Regions from separate parts of the Mus musculus genome. Here region 1 is linked to region 2. A link is a contact called in public Hi-C data. All regions are on one chromosome and are shown on one strand. The core of a region is the stretch at or near the end of the contact, and the rest is flanking DNA. Distances in the headings are between cores, read along the strand shown. Region 1 has its middle 71 kb from the start of G2e3. Region 2 overlaps Gm40419 (a long non-coding RNA gene).

Region 1 (6,483 bases), core at 3,583-6,082, 1.2 Mb before region 2:
GGAGTGGGTGGGAGGGTATGGGGGACTTTTGGGATAGCACTGGAAATGTAAATGAAGAAAATACCTAATTAAAAAAATAATAAAAAACAAAAACAAAAACAAACAAACAAAAAATCAAAAAACAAAATTCCACAGGGGATGGGCGGCTCCAGGGAATCTCTGAGAGGCAGTATGGAGTGTGCACAGTGCAGGGGTGGATCCTTCTTATGTTCAAGCTTCCCTGTAGATTTGGAAATCTAGCATCACAGTGATGCTCCTCATGAGATCCTCTTCCCAACTGTCATGGTGTCTTTGACTGGGAAGAGGTACCATGACCAAGGTAACTTGTAAAAGAAAGATTTATTGGAGGAATACAGTTCCAAAGGGTAAGAGTCTATGACCATCATGGTGGGGAGGACATGCAGGTAAGCAGTCATGGTGCTGGAGGACCTTTTCAGCAGGGAGAGGGGGAGGGGGAGGGGAGGAGAAGGGGGAGGAGGAGAATGGGGAGGAGGGGGAGAGGGGAGGAGGGGGAGAGGGAGACAGGGAGAGAGGGAGAGGGAGAGAGGGAGAGGAAGAGAGGGAGAGAGGGAGAGAGGGAGAGGGAGAGAGGGAGAGGGAGAGAGGGAGAGGGAGAGAGGGAGAGGGAGAGAGGGAGAGGGAGAGGGAGAGGGAGAGAGGGAGAGGGAGAGAGGAAGAGGGAGAGAGGGAGAGGGAGAGAGGGAGAGGGAGAGAGGGAGAGAGGGAGAGGGAGAGGGAGAGGGAGAGAGGGAGAGGAACTAACTAACTGAGATGGCAGCAGGCTTTTGAAACTCAAAGCTCTTATCAAATTACACACCTCCTTCAAGAAAGCCACATCTCCTAATTCTTGCCAGACATTTCTACCAATGAAGGACCAGGTATTTGAATAATATATATAATATATTAATATAATAATAATAATAGAACTTTAAAGATCTATTGCTTTTTTCATATGAGCGTTTTGCCTGCATCCATATATATGCACCTGATACTTGCAGGGGCCAGAAGGGAGCAATGGGTTCTCTGGAACTGGAATTACAGATGGTTATGCACTGCCATGTAGGTGCTGGGAACTAAACTCTGATCCTTTGCCAAGAGTAACAAATGGCTTTTAACCAGTGAAGTATCCTTCCAGCTGGTGAGAAATCACAGTTAGTGAGTCACTGATGCCTTTATTGTAAAGTTCAGTAGATTTATTCTGGAATTTGTTGTGCATTTGGATGTCACTTGCATTCATTTTTATGCATCCTGGTGGACTTCTGGCATTTATGAAGGTAAATATAGGAAGTGTTTGGGGACACAGAAACTCATCTGCGTAGGTGACAAGAGTGTGACATTCACTCTGTGACAGCCCAGCTTGCCATGTTTGTCAGCATGATGGCCATGGCTTGCCCAAGAACATGGCTCTGTGGTGTAATTAACATGGATTTTATGGTAAGAGAGTTCTTGGTCAAACAAATTTGAAAAGAGTTGTCATGAGTCATAAGTAGATTTATCTGTCTTTTTATCTTCATATATAGTTTCCTGGGTTTTTTTTTCTCCTGTTTTTTTTTTTTAACCTCCCCCCTACCTGCCCCCGCCTGCTTGTTCTGTTTTTGGAGACAGAGTTTCTCTATGTTGCTCTGGAACTCGCTCCGTTGACCAGGCTGGCCTTGAATTCATAGAGATCTGCTTGCCTTTGCCTCCTTAGTTCTGGGATTAGTGCCCGGCCAATAATTAGTTATCTGACAGTTGTGAGCTGCCGTGTGGGTGCTGGGAATTGAACTTAGGTCCTCTGGAAGAGCAGCCAGTGCTCTTAACCACTGAAACGTCTCACAGGCTCTAGCTTTTTAGTTTTTAATTTATGAACATGACAAAAAAAACTGGCTTGCTCTTTTTGTCTTGCTCACTTTGCCTCTTATATTACCCAGTCTATCTATGTTGGGGTAGACTCCTACAGGCCAGTCTGATGGAGGAATTTTTTAACAAAGGTTCCCTCTTCCCAGGTAACCTGAGTTTGTGTGAAACTGATTAAAAATACAAAACAAAACCAAAATAGACCAAACAGCAGCAGTAGCAAAACAACAACAACAACAACAGAAAGGGCAACATAAATCCCATTTGTCTCCATTTAAGGACCAGGCCTGATTAAAAAAGAAAAAAGCCTTAAGATACTAGCTCCAGAAGCTAGGCCATATAGGTCATCCACTCCAGCAGCAGACCCGGAAGTCCAGGAACAAGAGTATAAAATCCCCTACCTGAGGAACAGCCTGAAGATAGCCACATAAATGGGAGTTATCTTATCTCAGGATAGACCATCTGTGCAGGGCAGCCCATCTGGTGGTTAATCATTTATGATGCAGGAATGCAGTCCATGGGGCATCCTGACACCCACCAATGAAGTTTTAGATTACCTAACTCTAACATAGTAGCCAATCAAAATTGTACTGAATGTCAGGGCTTTAGCTCCCACCAATCACATTAGAGATTACTTAATCCTTCTAGAGAGATCCCCTATCTCCCTATAAGAAGGCCTGAGCGCCTTTGTCTGGAGTCACCATCTTGATGCAGTGGTGGCCCCTGCATACTTGTTGTTTCTGCAGAATAAATGTTCTTTCTTCTTGCATACTATTTGAGTTCGGGGTCTTCCTTCAGCCATCCCTGAACCCTAGCACAACAATAATACCACACAGGCATAATTATAGATAAATTTGTTAAGAGATTGCATATATGCAATGGCAGTGAATGCATAACAAATTAGAGATAACAAACTATAATTTGTTAAGAGATTGCATACAAAAAAAAAACAAATCAAAAATAGAGAAACAACAACAGCAACAATAACAGCAGCAGCAACAACAGCATCAAAACCTTAACTAACCAGTTCAGGCATAATCATAAATAATTTGTTAAGAGATTGCATATATGGATTAACAATCATTATAGAATTAATAATAATCTTAAAACACTTCACAGGGAAGTACTAAGTACTCAGTACTCAGGGAGAAGCGGGAAGGAGAGAGAAGGAGAAGGAAGGGGAGGGGAGAGGAGGGAGGGGGAGGGGAGGAAGAACAAAGCACAGGTGACCAGGATGGCAGACTTATGTGTGTTAGTTGTACAAGGAAAATATCCCAGCCAACAAGGAATATACTCTGCTCCTATCCCACTGTCCTTTACATCAGTGACAGAGGGGCCTTTCCAAGGCTCCGCATGCCATTGTGTCCCTCAACCCCTTTATTCTCCACCTGCTAAGAGAACAGTGACAATCCCCGCCCCCCCAAGTCTAAAGACAATAGTGATGTGTGCTTATGTCAGAGCACAATGTCCTGTGTTTCTTGGACACAATAATGCCATGGTAAGCTGTGCATAGACCACGGATATAGTGAAGCATTTTTTTTAATCTTGGCATGTAAGACCATCCTAATAGCTACCCCTATATCCATTTCCACACATTCCCACTCTCCCCCACCTTCTTGGCCACATGTGTATAAGAGAAACTTTTGCAGGGACGAAGTTGTCTGTGATCCTCCAAACATGCAGGGCTACACCTTGTCTTCCAGGCTTCTGACTTTCACTGCCGGGCACACCTTTCTTGGTCTTCTCTGGTTGTATCATTCATTTTCTCTCTTTCAAGACGATTTAAGTTTTGTCTGTCTTTTGAAGTCCTCCCCAGCCCACGCTCACTGAAGAAAATTTTCATCTGAGTTGTGTGTGTGTTGCATATGCTGTAAGGGAGAGCATGTATTAACATCTTTCCTCCCCTTGACAGTGACAGCCTCACACCCTGAACGGCACACCATCTCTCCAAAGCCAGCCATGGCAGTGAATGCCTGGAATCCTGGGACTTGGGAGGTAGAGGCAAGAAGATCAAGATTCTGCATCGAAACAGGCAAAACTGAATTTTTACATGTCGGTTAACCGAGAAGCGGACAGTTGCGATGAGACAAAAAGGGACATATAATCTCATTGCAGTAAACTGGGGTGAATTTAACATGGCCTGTCCATTGGGATTCTTCTTGGTGAGATTCCCCTGTTAACATTCTTTCCCTCCGGGCAAAAGGCCGATCTCCTGCTCATGGAAGTCTTTAAAAACACCTTAGTTTCTGATGCTGTGGTTACCCCCACCTGCTCTCATGCCAGCGGGCTGTTTTCCAGGCACTGTCCTGAACCCTGGAAGGGCTTTTATCACTCAGTGGTGATTAGTAAGTGTTCTGCCCACGGGTGTCAAGTCGCCCTACCTACATGGCAGCCCTGTCATTTTAATGCCATTGGCTTTAGGAATGAAACTCTGCAGCTCACGACACCACGTTTCTTCAGACTGTAGTGTCGTCTTCCAGAAAACTAACAACAATTCGCCAAATTCCCTATAAAGCGCAACTCTCTGACATAAGCACGAATTTAAAAAACAAAATGGCATTAAAAAAAAATTGTTGATGTGTTCTGGAATTTGGGAGACTCACAGTCAGTTACCACTAGATGGCGGTAGTGATTTTAGTCTGGGAGAATTTAAAGCGTTTCCTTTTCTTGCCTAGCCCTGGTTATTGTTAGCAATGCACCAACCAGATTGTCCATGTCTTCAAGGAGAGTGGTCTTCAGAGTCGTATAGAAAGGTAGTCCCTATATTTATTTCAAAATTCCCATCCTTGGAAAAGGTAAACCAAAAGGAAAGCGGCTATAACTAGTGTGTAATGAAGCATAATAAATAAATGACATAAATATACCCTTAAACTCAGGGCAAACTTCTATATTGTACATTAGCATAATTAGCATCTCTTCGTGATGAAATAAGTCAGCATGCTGATGTTTTATAGCCCCTTATAGAGTCCATTGTCTTCCCCAGTCGCAAGCAGCTTGACTGACTCCATTTCCACCCCTACATGTTTATACCATGCCTGCGCTTTAAACATCAAGTACCAACACATTTGCTTTCACTGACTTCTGTTTTGAAAAGCCCTGCTTTTGTATTTTTTTTCCAAAGGGTAAACTTGAAACTCAAAAGAAGGAGAACACATGTAACTGCGAATATCGCTTCACGAAGGGCAAAGTGGATATCGTTGCAGTCGGTTAGAAAGTAAAGCCCTTCACCTCTCTCGCTTTCTTTCTTTTCTTCCTTTCTCTTTGGTAAATGTTGTTACGTTTCTATAACTGTAGCAGAAATGTTAGAATTATCATAAATGAGCCTTTGCGCACGCTGTTATTTCATCTTCTGTAAAAAAAAAATTCAATCATATTCTTAATGTTTCTGTCTCCAAGCCAACTGTTTAATGCTCAAGGCTTTATTGCAGACTGCAGCTCAGACTATTCATTTATGCTAACGGTACAGCTTGAACAATACTGTAAATTAAAGAAAATGTAATTTTAGGATTTGTCTTATAATTTACCATTTTCAAAAAGCACTCTCTGGAGAAATTAATAGCTTAAATATTACTGGAATAATGAGGATCAAGTTTGAGGAAAATATAGCTTGAAAGTCTATTACTGAAAATGACGGAAATAGGCATTTTTGTATTGCTATCTGAGCAAACATAATACCATACCATTTATCTCTAATTATCCCCAAGAAAATTCATGAGAAGCACTGGAAAAAAAACAAAGAGTAAAGACTTCAATGGATCTGTTATTCTCTTGCTTTCCCTCACCTACTATTTCTGTTATTATAAATATTAACAAAAATCAGCAAATAGGAGTAGACAGAGAAAACAGAAGGCCGATGCATTCTTTGGGTCAACAAAGAACTCTAGGCTGCATATCGAAAAATCTTGGGCCTATTATTCTGGGAAGATATTCTTACAGATAATCCAAATGTTCATTTTCAAATCCATTCATGTTCAATGAAGTGTGTGATGTTTTTCTATTCAAGTTAAAGAAAGCCAGGTTGAGAGTTTATCTAAATTCGGCTAATTATGTTTGGTCAAGCATTGTCCCTGGCACAAATATTCCCCACATCTTAAAAATTTTGTACTTTTAACAGGCTTCAGCTACAGGGGCCATTGGCTGTGAAAGAAGAAATTTTAATTGCCCAGGTATACGGAATGAGGAGAAGACCTTTATATTTTGTTTTGTTTCCTCCTGTCCAAAGGAGTAGTGGGATTTATTAAACACCTACCTGCATCCTAGAAAGGTAAAATAGGGGCAAGCGGAACCTGGAGTGTGGTTAGCTGCTGTCTGCACTCAGCTTGATAAAGTTTGGAGCTTTGTCTGAACGGCAGGTTTCTCTGACAGACGCTTGTGTTGTGTGTCTCATGGCTCTGCCATCATTTCAGCTGAATAGTTTTATCATCACCTAATTAATTTTAAAATTATACCACAAGGGACAGACACAGCACCTTGTTTTGTTTATACCCATGATCTGGAAGCATTGAAGCCTCTCTCACCATTGTCTCTCCTAACTTGCGAGCAAGGCTTCTCTCCTTTATAAATGTAAGCTCAGGAGAGAGACGAGAAGCAGGTGGACTTTTATAGCTCTTCTTGCCAGTTGGCATGATTCATTAAGAGTGCGAGACC
Region 2 (6,213 bases), core at 2,063-4,562:
ATAGTGGCAGCTAGTTCTGTCGTCACAATTATCAGGATGGTGAATTGAATTTGGAAAATTACAAGGACTTTGCTGGCCTGCAGTGGAATTGATCATTCTTTCTATATCTTAAATGTACCCTCTTTTGAAGCTTACATATTGACTTTAATACAGCCCTTCATCCATTTCAATTTACTGAACTTATTATAAGTATGAGATGGAAATTAGAAAGTTACTGCAAGGTTTCATAGCTTTGTGGGCAACACTTATGAAAAAGAGAACATTTTGCTAATCTTTTTCCATAGGAAATTTAGTGAATTGAACTAATATCCTGAGAAGCAAAGCAAAATGCTTATTATTTAAACATGCAAATATGTAATGGAGTATTCATGTTCACAATTAGTTCAGAGACATAATGGAGGGCTCTTAATTGACATGTTTATAGTACTAAACCTCAATATGATTTACTTACAAAACTCCTATATTCCATTATGTATTTAGAGGAGGAGCTATGTACAGGAGCTATGTACATCTCTATAGAAAAACTATGTTGAAAATTTCCAAACCCCAGGGTTTTTTAATGAATAGATCCTGGGCTTATTTGAAACTGAGGTAGAGGTCATATGTATTTTATTCAATATATTTCTTTTCAGGTTCATGATTTGCTTATTGGAGAGGAGGCTTGCACACTTTGTATAGAATATCAAAAGTCAGTTAGGCAGAGATAGGCACCATCTGTGACCAATGGGCAGAGGGTACTCAAAAGGCAGTCTTGGGAATCATTTACAAATCTAGAAAGAACACCATAGTCTGCAGCATTTTTATCACACATACATTCCTGAAGTTGTCCAGAGGGACACCACTTTGTGATTTGAGGACATAGATTTTAAAGTCATTATATATTGATATCAAGACATTAATAAGTCCTTCCTATAGAAGAGCTGGCACTGCACTGTATAAAACAGTACCATAAATTAATGCATTTCCATCTGCTTCTCCAGATATGAGTGTTTCTTTACTCGTCAACTCATTAATCCCTTATTTAATACCACTTAAGCCAAAACCTAATTATGAGAGTCCAAAACCACAGCACAATATTATGAAGGCATTATATATTTATATATATATATATATATGTGTATATATATATATGTATATATATATATATATATATATATATATATATATATATAACTTAATATTCCAGTGGTAGCCTTGAAGGTTTAAATGGATTAGAATCACTATTTGAGTATTGTTGATAAATTATGAAAAGCATTTCTACATTCAAAACATAATGACACATTATTTTCATAGTACTTTGTGATCTTGCAACTACAGGTACTATTATCTATTTCAGTAGCTACAGATATAGTCAACTCAATTCAATTAGTCTTGAGTAAGTAGAGTTAATTTGTTGAGATTTCAGGTTAGCATAATTTCTTGCCAGTTAGAGAGAGAGACTTGTTAAAGATGTGTAATAAGACATATCTTATTTAACACATATTGTACTAGCTTGGTTTCAGAGCATAAGCGTTAGTAATTGATTTTACCTTGGCAACACACACACACACACACACACACACACACACACACACACACACACACACCACACCCTGTGGTTAGTTTACTCCTTGCTACTTTAACAATCAGTTACTGCTTTGGTGAAAGCCTAAAGCTTAATCCATTAAGAGCCATTCAGGACAAAACAAACAAACAAAGCTTTAACCACTTCAGTGACAACAGCCCAGAACCAACAACCAGCCTTCTAAGAAAATCCTAGCAATTTTAGGATCAATAGCCTCACACTGGATGCTACTAAGTGTCAGAAATGTGTGCTGCTAGAGCTTCAGAGAGTATAGCTAAATACAAACACATCAGGGAAAGATAATTTGATACATTTCACTTTGGAAATACCCATGCAGTCCAGAGAGTTGACAAATTCTATCAATAGGCATGAAAAAAAAATAATTCAAGCTTCACCTTGTCCTGAAATTTTCACCTCTATCCCTGAGAGTTGAGCTGTTAAAATAGCTTTTATTCTCTCCACATCCCAGCACCTCCCGCCTCCCCACATTCGGAAATATAAATATAGTTCTTTGAAAACAAATCTCATATCTTTAATGTATTTAGAAGAGCTTTAAAGTCCACTTAATTCAGGGCTACAGTTTGAACAAGAAGAGCAATGAGTACATTTATATTCAAAAGCAGTAAAAACAAACATTTTTCCACATAAGATTAAAAGCCTGTTCATTTCCTTTTATTCCAATGTATATTATCTTTTGTGAAAAGCTCCATTAGCTGTTTTTTTTTTACACATGCTAGACTCTTAAATAACAAACCAACACTATAGAATATGTCTCAGAGAGAAGCCTCACTATCATTCTGTGGACTAAGAAAAATATCTGCTTTAAAAAAAAAAAAACCAAAAAAAAACCAAAAACGTTTTTGCCATGTCCTTTTTAGTTTTTGAAAACAATTTAAAAATACTCAATCCCTTATGGTTCTTAAGAGCTCTTTACATTTGTACTTAATTAAAAACTCGGTAATGAAATAGGAGTACTGTTTATTATTTATCTAAAACTGTCAGTTGGTTAGATTTTTGTCCTCAAATTATCTGGAAGCATTAAATTATATGCTTTCCTAGGTAGTCAACAGACATGACTGGGATTGCCTTTAGGTGGTTTCCAGGCCAATTTGTTTACTGACTATTGCCTACTTATTTACATTTTTTATGTAATTTTTTTAAAGTCCTCTTAGTAAGGAACACTTCATATAAGAAGTTTGCAAAGCAATATCTTTAGTTTTCAAAAAAATCAGATAAAATGCAGGGTAATCTTTTTTTAACGAACTGTTAATAAAAATATTGCCCATTAATATTTTACAGATTAAAGAAATAAATCACCCTGCAACATATCATTAAAATGCACCGTTTTCCGGCGTGTCAGAAGTGCTGTTCAATTTTGTCTGGATTCATTAAAGCTCTCAGAGCATGAGTGTGTTGCCAACCGGAATGTGGGTGGCTGTAATGGCAGCCTGTAGGTTTGTATGGAAAACAAGCATGGTACTGTGAAAAAAATCCTTCTCTCACCCTACAGATACCTGTGCCGAGAGCTTGGAAGGCATTTCTATAGGCTCATTACGAGTGACTGTTAAAGTCCCCATTCACTGAGAAGCAAAGGTAAGTTTGAAAAAAAATGTATTGAGGAAACCGGAAAGGGGGTGGGGAGTGGGGTGGAATCACCTAAGATTGAAGCAGCCTAACCAAGTGACAGACACGTAGACAACTCCGATGCTGCCAGAACAACACTCTGCACAGCCCACCAGCAAGCAATTTGTCATAGCGACAAGAATATCCTCAGCAATTTGGCATCAGGGTCCTTGGACAGCCAACTGCGACTATACAGCACGAGTCGTGCTATTCCGCAACGTGAAGATAGAAACCAAGGTTCTCGTTATTATGTCCAAATGTGTTATTTTATGAAAAACATATCTTTTGTCATGATCAACATAGAGATAAAACCGTAGCAATTGATAATAGCTGGGGGCAAATAAAAAGAAATTGAGAAAAATACATCCTGGTATGTTTTTTGAGATGCCCCTAGTGTTGAGACTTCAGGATGTTTGCTTGATGTGTTCGGTCTTTATGGCAGGCTCCCACAGAGCTTCCAAGAAGTAATGAATCCATAGGTACAAGAATGAATTGGGAATGTTTGGCGAGGTAAATAACTTGCTTTTAGAAGTCTGTAGTCTTTTCTTGTTTTAGACTTTAGATCCTTGTATATGTGGTGGTGACTAACATGTTAGTTTAGTGCAAATCCTTTCTGATTGGTATGGTTTGAAATTAGGCAAAGAATTCAAGGTAAGTTGAGTTATAAAAGTGCAAAGGAAAGACTCTGTGCTCTTTATGTTCCTATCCTGGTAATCTATTGTAAAAGTGCAGTAAAGGAGAGAAGCCAGGAGCATAGGATAAAGGTACCAGATAAATAAGCACGGAGCATTCCCTTGCCAATTACTTGGCATCTTGCTTAGTAATTAATGCCACCGTAATGAAATAAAGTGGTAGGCACAAAGATTGGGCCTTTTGTGAACTCTATACAGAACCAAACACTCATAAAAATCTTGCTCAAAGCTAGCTTAGCTTGATTTTCTTCACAATCAAAACTCGCTAGAGAAAAAATTAGTATAAACCCAAAATGTGTGTGTATGTTTGTATGTGTATGTGTGTGTGTGTGTGTGTGTGTGTGTGTGTGTGTGTGTGTATGTGTGTGTGTTTTGAATGTATTATTTAAGGGTGACATCAGACAATTGTAGTATTGCTGCCTCCATCATATGGACAAGAACGTCCTTCATTCCCCAGACATTATGGAATCATGAACCCACTCTGCCAGAAGCAAATAACGTTATTTATTATTTGTTCTATGAAACACTTTCGGTAACCAATGCGTAAGTGGTTATAAGTGCCTTACAATGGATTTCCAAGATCTTATTCCTTCTTGTGCCCTATGAAACTTTTAGGAAATGATAAAAGCAGTCAAGGCTTAAATAACAATGAGGCTAATAGTACTAATGGATATTTTAAAATAAAAATATATAATTTAGTCATTTTTATATTTAAGATTTGTGCAAGACTAGAAAATATTCAACTAACATTATAATAATTTATAAACAATGAATTTATTAGATCTAACGCATTTATTACAATTCACTAAAACCACAACAGTAAGTTTTCCAATCTAGGTACAATAACTGAATAGTAGTCATGGTTTGGCGTTAGGGAATTAGAGAATGAGACATTTAATTACACTACTATGGAAATGATGTTGAGAACAGTGTGTGTTGACAGCATGTCTATAGAGATGATTAAAGAAAGGCTGAAGATTTATAATCTTGGAGGATATAGTCAAAGAAAGGGGAGGACTGAGAAGTGTGTGAGGAGCGTGCGTTTCAGGCTTAGCAACATAAAATATAGAGGAGACCGTAAAGAAACTAACTCTATTTTTTTCTCAGCTTTGCTTGAGAGTGGGGGGTGTTTTCCTTGTAAGTCCCATTAACATCAATGGGACTCATGCAGCTAAAACCTTGTGTAACTCTTAGACAATTTACTTCCTAGTGTCAAGAAAAGAGTACTACCTACTAAGAGCAATTTACTCATCTTGGTCTGTGCCTCCCATACAAAGATGGATTTGATAGCACCTAGCAGGAAAGAAACCAGCAACTGCATTTAAGATTTTGTTAGTGTAAAAGAAGTCATCGTTGCAAAATGTTGCCTCACCTTGTTTAGCAACAACAATAAACAGAGAAAAGCAATTCAACAAAAGAATATGGAGAGAAGTACGGGCTTGATTACAGGAAAAATGGTGATTGCTACTATCAGGGATTTTTTTTTTTCATTTTAAAATTTCAAGCTCTGAACACAATCACAGGATAATGGGAGTACAGGGAAATTTTTAAGACATATTGGAGCCACAGATTGAAGCTCCTGATTGCTTGCTTTCTTACACCCTTCATGTCATGCTATGTAAATACAGCAATGGTAGCCTTACAAAGTCTTTAATAGCACAACTTTCAAGGGGAGTGCTACTGTACATTTCTAGCTATAGTTAGAAAGATAAGTACATTGGCAGATTTCGGCTCCTATATCAGGAGTAACTGTATCAATTCACTAGAGTCTGTATATGTTTGAGTTATAGAGTGGGCATGTGAAGAATGGTATGCTCACTAAAAAGTCTTAGATCACGAAATGCACACAGGTCTTCATTTTTATTACAAGCTTTTGAATTATCAATGCTATAGAGCTTTGCTGATATAATTTTTAAAAATTTTAAGCCCTGTAATAATCATAGGTAGGCTGCAGATGGGGCACCTGTATTTTCTGTCTACATTCCATGATTTGGTTGTGATTTTGTCTGTTGGAGGGTGTAGAAGTGAGATCCCATATGACTGCTTTTTAGTGCATGGCTAGAGCAGATAACTCACAAACAACTGCCTATTCTCTTAGATGGATCAACAATGTCTTACAGTTTTAATAGGTATGCTTCATGCTTTGAACCTATTTTGTAATTTAGGTTTGTAAACTGCTGTGACAGCCATAGAAGTATTGCTCTCTGACTGCACCAATTACCAAATCATGAGCATTAAAACACACACACACACACACACACACACAGAGAGAGAGAAAGAGAGAGAGAGAGATACAATGCCTTACGTTAATCAATGTCTAGCTTTTGGAGATTT

Evidence for each region. A called contact is a pair of places that touch in the nucleus more often than the background predicts.
Region 1: a Hi-C map of cortical neurons shows a contact between it and region 2, with 2.3 times the contacts expected there. The contact joins two enhancer-like sites. A contact is called at or near these places in 1 of 39 promoter capture datasets (hippocampal neurons), 1 of 484 Hi-C or Micro-C datasets (cortical neurons) and 2 of 115 datasets of contacts at active chromatin or transcription factors (astrocytes and embryonic forebrain).

What each region holds. Positions count from the first base shown.
Region 1 is chr12:51,274,355-51,280,837 of GRCm38.p6, reverse strand. No RefSeq gene overlaps it. Among named protein-coding and RNA genes, the nearest start is that of G2e3, 71 kb to the left of the region's middle. Within about 2 kb of position 4,832, at least 5 of the 459 cell types and tissues checked have an H3K27ac peak or open chromatin away from gene starts, as enhancers often do. A contact at or near this core is called in cortical neurons and hippocampal neurons, where this site is marked.
Region 2 is chr12:50,109,225-50,115,437 of GRCm38.p6, reverse strand. Gm40419 (a long non-coding RNA gene) reads left to right here. Exons shown (of 3, transcript XR_872736.2): 2 at 3,075-3,157. Among named protein-coding and RNA genes, the nearest start is that of Gm40418, 8.0 kb to the left of the region's middle. Within about 2 kb of position 3,312, at least 27 of the 459 cell types and tissues checked have an H3K27ac peak or open chromatin away from gene starts, as enhancers often do. A contact at or near this core is called in cortical neurons and hippocampal neurons, where this site is marked.